Regions from separate parts of the Sus scrofa genome. Here region 1 is linked to region 2. A link is a contact called in public Hi-C data. All regions are on one chromosome and are shown on one strand. Each heading gives the region's core, a stretch centred on a gene start, on an enhancer-like site or on the middle of the called end of the contact. The rest is flanking DNA. Distances are from core to core; before and after follow the strand shown. Region 1 holds the start of QARS (glutamine--tRNA ligase). Region 2 holds the start of ARIH2 (E3 ubiquitin-protein ligase ARIH2).

What was found. Hi-C and Micro-C count contacts between places; a contact is called where the count stands out from the background.
Region 1: a contact with region 2 is called in a Hi-C map of liver, with 2.4 times the contacts expected there. The contact joins the promoter of QARS here to the promoter of ARIH2 in region 2. A contact is called at or near these places in 1 of 5 promoter capture datasets (fetal liver), 1 of 47 Hi-C or Micro-C datasets (liver) and 1 of 2 datasets of contacts at active chromatin or transcription factors (alveolar macrophages).

What each region holds. Positions count from the first base shown.
Region 1 is chr13:31,721,149-31,724,561 of Sscrofa11.1, forward strand. QARS (glutamine--tRNA ligase) reads right to left here and starts at 2,052. Exons shown (of 24, transcript XM_021070652.1): 1 at 1,895-2,052; 2 at 1,602-1,749; 3 at 1,122-1,231; 4 at 884-959; 5 at 589-653; 6 at 1-34. The coding sequence starts at 2,011.
Region 2 is chr13:31,568,719-31,572,010 of Sscrofa11.1, forward strand. ARIH2 (E3 ubiquitin-protein ligase ARIH2) reads left to right here and starts at 1,308. Exons shown (of 16, transcript XM_003132197.6): 1 at 1,308-1,527. It overlaps ARIH2OS, which reads right to left and starts at 1,830. Exons shown (of 3, transcript XM_013981653.2): 1 at 1,746-1,830; 2 at 1,412-1,665; 3 at 1,047-1,410. The coding sequence starts at 1,830. The coding sequence ends at 1,108.

The DNA of each region.
Region 1 (3,413 bases), core at 802-3,301, 150 kb after region 2:
CACTCTCTGTTTTGGGACCCAGGAGGTGGAGGACCTGAGCAGAGACCAGAGTCAGGACTGGGATAGGAGCCTGTGACTAACCCTACCACCTCCCTAAGGACTTTCTGGCCTATTTACCAGCTCCACTTTGGAAAAAACTACCTAACTCATCCCACCTCTGCTCCTCACATGGTTCTACTGGCCTCAAATGTTCTTTCCCTCCTGAAAGTCCATACTGGACTCAAGTAAGAAAAACACCACTTATAGAGAGGAACTGTGGGCCTGGCATCCAGATAAGCCATCTACCTCAGTCATCACCCTCTTGTTATTCTCTGCCAACATCTTGAGATGGAGGCCCCATCACCATTATTTACAAGATGAGGAACCTGAGGTTCAGAGTAAAGCAACTCACCCCAAACTAGACACAACCCAGAGAGCCAAGTCTTTCACTGCCCACCCAAGTGCTGCCCCCTCTACCCCAGGCTCTACTATCCACTATCAGAAAAGGAATAGGCTCTCTTCCCTTCTCACTCCCATTTATCTCTCAGTGGATGCTAGACACTGTCTCTAGAAGGGCCTCCACCTGCTTCAGCTCAAGGAAGCACCCACCTGCATGTCTACTTCATGCTTGATCATTTTGCCATCTGCCCACTTGAGCGCAGCCCGAGCCTCTCCTAGAAACATGGGCATAAGAAGCTGCTGAAAGGAAAAGGAGGACACTTCCCACCCTGTTTCTCAAGAAAAGGACCTGGCTGACCTCAGAAACTAGAGCCTGGGCCCAGCCAGACCTCTTTTAAGATGCTCCGACTCTCCCTTCCACCTCCCTCTCACTCATGCCCAGAAGAGAAGGCATGACCAGTGATAACAACATAGTCTGTAGTCCCCTGCCCCAGGTCCTGCTCACCCATCAGCAGCCCCATGTTGAAGTGGTAACGCTCTACAAGGAGCTTGGATCGGTGATGATTTATGGCAGCCTCCACCTACAGAAAGCCAAACCATGAGCTTCAGACATGCTCTAGGGACTGATCCCCTCACCCTGGGACTTTCTGGTTGGTAAAGCAGGGCCACTCCTTTCCAGTATTAAGTACTGAAAGCCACTCCTTAGAATTAAGGAGGCAGCTGACACCTAAGAAAAGACTCACAGCCTCCTCAATCTGCTCTGGAGTCACAATGACGCCCACACCACATTCCTGCTCAAAGTCCATGGTGTTGATTGGGTCCAGGGGATGACTTCGCACATACTCAAGGGCAGCTGAAAAAGGAAAGCCAAGGAGTTTGTGGCATCTCAGCTCCAAGAAGTAGGAAGACAGGGCCCTAATCCTATCCATGAAACCCCAATTAGTTTGACTTCCTGGAAAAGTAAGTCTTGCACTTCACTAGAGAAGCCCTAAGGCCACAGGAAAGAAGCATGTGTTGTGAGGGAAACTCCCTCAGACCTACACAGTTCTCCAGTGGGTCTCACCCAGAGGTGGCCCTCTCCGTCAGTGCCAGGGCCTAAGTTTAGAGAAGAATGCAGAACTAGTAATCTAGAGTGACACTGTGGGTCTTGTCAGAATGGTTAGATAGGGATCTTGGCTGAGAGGAGGAGCTGGAGGTGGAAGCAAGACAGGCAAGGGTCTCACCGCTCAGCTGAGTCTCAGTATGGATCTTCCTACTAGCTATGTAGCTCACGAGGAAAGACAGTCGACGAGGATCCCGCAGTCGCGAGGCCAAGCCATAGAGCAGGGTCCCGGTAGCTTTGTCGATGGTGGAGCCCAGAGTCTGCTGTGCCTAGGGTCAGAGGGGTCAGGAGATAAGCCTCACTTCCAGTAAGAAAAGCAAGAGTGAGACAAGATGGGTGGGTCGGGGTCTGGACCCGGCCCGGAGTTGCCTTGGGGCACAGTCGGCAGCCGGGGCCAAGGACGTAGGTTTGCACCTGGGTCGCCGCCTCGCGCAGCTGCGCGCTCAGAGCCGTGTTCTTGAGCGTCTCTCGCGCTTTGTGCTCGCTCAGGCCGAGGCCGGTGAAGAGCGACAAGGAGTCTAGAGCCGCCATTGCTGGGACGCCGGAAGCCAAAAAGAAACTTTGGGGCCAATCTGCCCCGGAGTTAGCTCACTGACCAATAGGAGTGAGATGCCGTCAGCGAAAGCCAATGGTATCCTTCCTTGGAGGGAAGGGGCGGGGATCTCCAGGATCGTCAGTGACATTTAAAGGGCAGAGGGCGGCCTCTCCCGCCGCTTTACTTCCGTCTTCGTGCTTCAGGTCTCTAAAAGGGATAGTGAGCGGCGGTACTTTAGAGGTGATTTGTTCCAAACCTGGAGCGAAGGTGTTCAGCACCAGGGCAGGAGGCAGACATAATCATGGTAATTTTACTCTTCATCTTTTCTCCTTCAGCCCCGGAAAACTTGGGACCATCCCAGTTTTGTTTTTGGAAACAAATGTCAATGTAGGTCGTGTTTCTGACGTCACACTTTGGAGTTGTCACGGAAACAGCTGAACAAAATGAAGCCCGGGAAATCCGGTCAAGACTCCAGAACAGACGTCTGAAATGGCACATGGATGCGCCCCAAAAGTCTTGGCACTTTTCCAGCTCCACCTGCACGCGCGCACGCACACACACACACACACACCCACACACACACACCCCTAACCAGGAAAGGGAAGGTTTGGGGCCAGGAAGGACCTTGCATGACTTCTGTGATGATTTGGCTTAAAATCTCCTGCCATACTTACTTTTTTTTTTTTTTTGGTCTGTTTTAGGATCGCACCCGCGGCATACGGAGGTTCCCAGGCTAGGGGTCAAATCGGAGCTGTATCTGCGTGTACGCCAAAGCCACTGCAACGTGGGATCCGAGCCACATCTGCAATCTACACCACAGCTCACAGCAAGGCCAGATCCTTAACCCGCTGAGCTGGGTCAGGGCTTGAGCCCATGTCCTCATGAATGCTAGTCGGGTTCGTTAACCACTGAGCCACTATGGGAACCCCCATACTTACTCTTCTTACCGAAGCATGCAAATATAGGAAAACCACAAGCAGATTAGACCTTAAAATCCATATGCAAGTACTTGACAGGATATTTTATTCAATAGTGTGGGACAGAGAAGGTAGAATAGTTATGATGATATGCTTGGGGATCTCCCTAGTCTCTCTTTGGCCCTTAAGGGCCTGCTGGGTGGGAATCATCAGGCTAAAACTGAATGTACAACCTGTGTTTTTGTTTTTATTTTTTTTTTTTAGGGCTGCACCCATGCCATATGTAATTTCCCAGGCTAGGGGTGGAATCAGAGCTGTAGATGCTGGCCTACGCCACGGCCACAGCCACAACGATCCCAGCCACCTGGGATCGTAGGTGCATCTGCAACCCACACCACAGCCCATGGTAACGCTGGATCCTTAACCAACTGAGCTGGGCCGGGGGTCAAACCCACATCCTCATGGATAAGTCAGGCTCATT
Region 2 (3,292 bases), core at 58-2,557:
CTATTAATTTTCACTTCAAATTAATTTGGGGCTTCTTTGTATTTGAATGCACTTGATTTGGATACATGCTGTGAGTTAAACTGGAACCTGAAAATCGTGTACAAGAAATATACCAATAGGAGTTCCCCCAGTGGCTCAGTGGTAAGGAACTGGATTAGTACCCATGAGGACACAGGTTCCAACCCTGGTCCTGGCGTCAGTGGGTTAATGATGCAGTGTTGCCATGAGCTGTGGTGTAGGTTGCAAACGCGGCTGGTTCGGATCTGGTGTTGCTGTGGCTGTTGGGTAGGCCACAGCTGCAGTATGATACCATCCCTAGCCTGAGAACTTCCATATGCTTCGAGTGCGGCCCTAAAAATACCACCCCCCCCAAAAAAAAAACCCGAAGCAGCTTTTCCATGCTGTCCAGCAGCAACCTGAGTGAGCCTACATGGTTCTATCTATCCATAATACTTGTTAAAGGTCATAGAAGGTACTGAATGTCATATTGGCACTTTCTATACTTCTTGAAGAAACTGTGCAGCAAGAAAGTTAAGATTCAGCCTTGGGTGAATGGGAGAAGTAGGCTGCGGAAAGGGAAAAGGAAGCTTGGTGTGGTCCTGCAGATCCGCGGCCACCAGGGGACGGCATCTGAATGTAGGCAGAAAATCCCGACCCGGTGCGCTGACCCGAAGACCCAGCTCTCCTTTGATCTTTGATCAGAGAGCGGATGGGAAATAGAAGTCCTTTATCCATTCCACGAACGTCAGGGTGTCTTCTCCGTGCCGGACACGGCTAACAAACGGTGAAGTGAGGAGTCCATCAGAAAAACTCGGGTTTAGGAGTTCCCGTCGTGGCACAGTGGTTAAAGAATCTGACTAGGAACCATGAGATTGCGGGTTCGATCCCTGGCCTTGCTCCGTGGGTTAAGGATCCGGCGTTGCTGTGAGCTCTGGTGTGGGTCGCAGACGTGGCTCGGATCCCATGTTGATGTGGCTCTGGCGTAGGCCGGTGGCTACAGCTCCGATTCGACCCCTAGCCTGGGAACCTCCATATGCCGCGGGAGAGACTCAAGAAAAGGCAAAAAGACCAAAAAAAAAAAAAGAAAGAAAGAAGAAAAACTCAGGTTTAGGGTATCCCGGCGGGCGGCGCTGGTAGGAGAAAGCAGGAAGAGATGCAGTGAGTGACCCCTCTCCAATAAGCCAAACCCTTTCCTCTGCTGCCCCTCGCAGCAGTCGGCGCCGGCAGTGCGCTGGGCACACTCTGGGTCGGAGCGCTAAGCTGCAGAGAAGCAACCGCGCAGAAGCGTTATCACCCAGCGCCAGTCACGACCCGGGCGACCGTGGGGCGACCTCAGGCCGGAAGTGACGCAACTGCTCCGAACACTTCCGGAGCTGCGAAGAAGGCTCCGCCAGAGGAAGCAGCGCGGGCCTTGACCGGCGTTGGCTCGCCGCCTCCGCCGCCGCCGCGCCTGTGTCCGGTTCCTCAGGCCTGGCCCGACCCAGTTTGGTCCGCCCGGGCTCAGCGGCCCCGGGGCCGCGGCTCCCGGTGAGTGCGCATTGCGAGTCGCGGCCTTGTTTACCCGAGCGGGCCGGGGGAGGGGGGGTGGGCTCTCCTCGCGCCTCCCTAGCCAGGCCGGGGCTCCGCCTTCGTCGCTGCCCGCGAGGTCCCGGCGCCCCCCGCAGCCTTTTCACTGTCTCAGCGCCCTCTGCTACCCGCCGAGGGGCGGCTAAAAACCGTAGTCTGAGCGGACTAGCGCCTGGCGCTTCTCCGTTTTTCCTCTTCTAGCCGCTTGCTCTGCTCGCGTAAAGGTCGGAGGCCGGCGCCTCTCACCGACTGGCGCCGGCGCATCTGGGCCCTCTCCGCCGGCCACACCAGGGAGACTCACTGCCTCCGGAGTTTCCCATTCGAGTCATCACTGGGAACTCTCGCAATGCCTCCCGCGCGGCTAGTTAACGCCCGCCAGTGAAGGCTCCCCAGCGCGTGGGCTCCGTGTCCTCGCGGATATCCCGGCCCTTCGGACACGATATGCAGCCCAGGAACTGCGCCGCCGCCTCGGGGGACCCTGCTGTGCTAGCCGCGGGAGAGGCTACTGTGTTCTCGGATGACTTCACCTCAGTACTGATTGTTACCCTGTCCCATAGAACTTTCTCTCACAATGCGTATATTCTGTACCTTTGAGTAACCCTTGACCACTAGCCACCCGTAGCCCTTGAGCATTTGATTTATGGATAGTGCGACTGAACAGCCAAATGTTAAATTTTGTTTAATTTTTAAGTTAAATAACCGTGTGTTGTTAGTGACTACCGTATTACCTTGCGGATTTAATGTAGGGTTTTGAAACTAAGTTGCTGATTCATATTTTTTTACTAGGTTTTCTTCGGAGATGTAGATTTAGTAAATGACTATTTAGCGCTAAATATTATATCTGTAGTTAAACATCGTTAGATCCACCAAAATGTTTTTGTTTTGCTCATGTCAACTTTAAACTGAGAAGTCTTCCGTTTCAATTCTTTAGCACGGAGTGGATGTCAGGTCTTCTGAACACGTGACTTTGGGGGTGGAGTGGGAAGTAGTTTCAGTTATTCCTTTTCTGTTTGGGATGTAGGGATAGTATTTAACATCCAGAGGAAATCAAACCGTTATCATCTGTTCTGTAATAAGGCAATAACGTACTGGTCTCCTTAAGCAGTGTCAGTATTCTTTCAAGTAGAATAAAGTTTATTTAACTTTGAAAAGGTAACAAAAATTAAGATTTTATTTAAGTCTAGACTTAGAACACTCAGTAAGTATGAAATGGTGTTCTTCTTTTTGGAAGGGAGCCTGATGTTTTCCCCTCCTTCTTGAGTATTAAGTTGATGAGAAACCTGTGGGCAACCCTTAAAGCCCAAATCCTGGAGAGAAATCCGGAGAAAGTGAAAACCTTGCTCTTTTATTGTAATTCTGGAGGTGGCTTTGTGAATAGTATTAGGCTCTCCAGGAGAGTGATGGGGAGTTAGGAGTCCTCATAGGCCACGGATCTGGTGAAAGTGTAACACTGGACTCTACTGGTTGGCAGCAGTGTGGACCTGGGCAAGTTATTTAATCTTTTTGAACTCTTTTCCTCATTTATAAGAAGGGGATGATAGCTACTTTGTAGAGTTATAAACATTTAATGAGAATGAATCTGACCTGAAATTGGTGTCATTAAATGAAAGCTATTATTGGTAGTGCTGTTTTGCAGATGGGAGCAATATTTATAATACTGTTTATGCTTATTTGCCCAGTAAGCAGTATCTTATGTAAAAATGCAGATAAAAGTCAAATTTTAGGA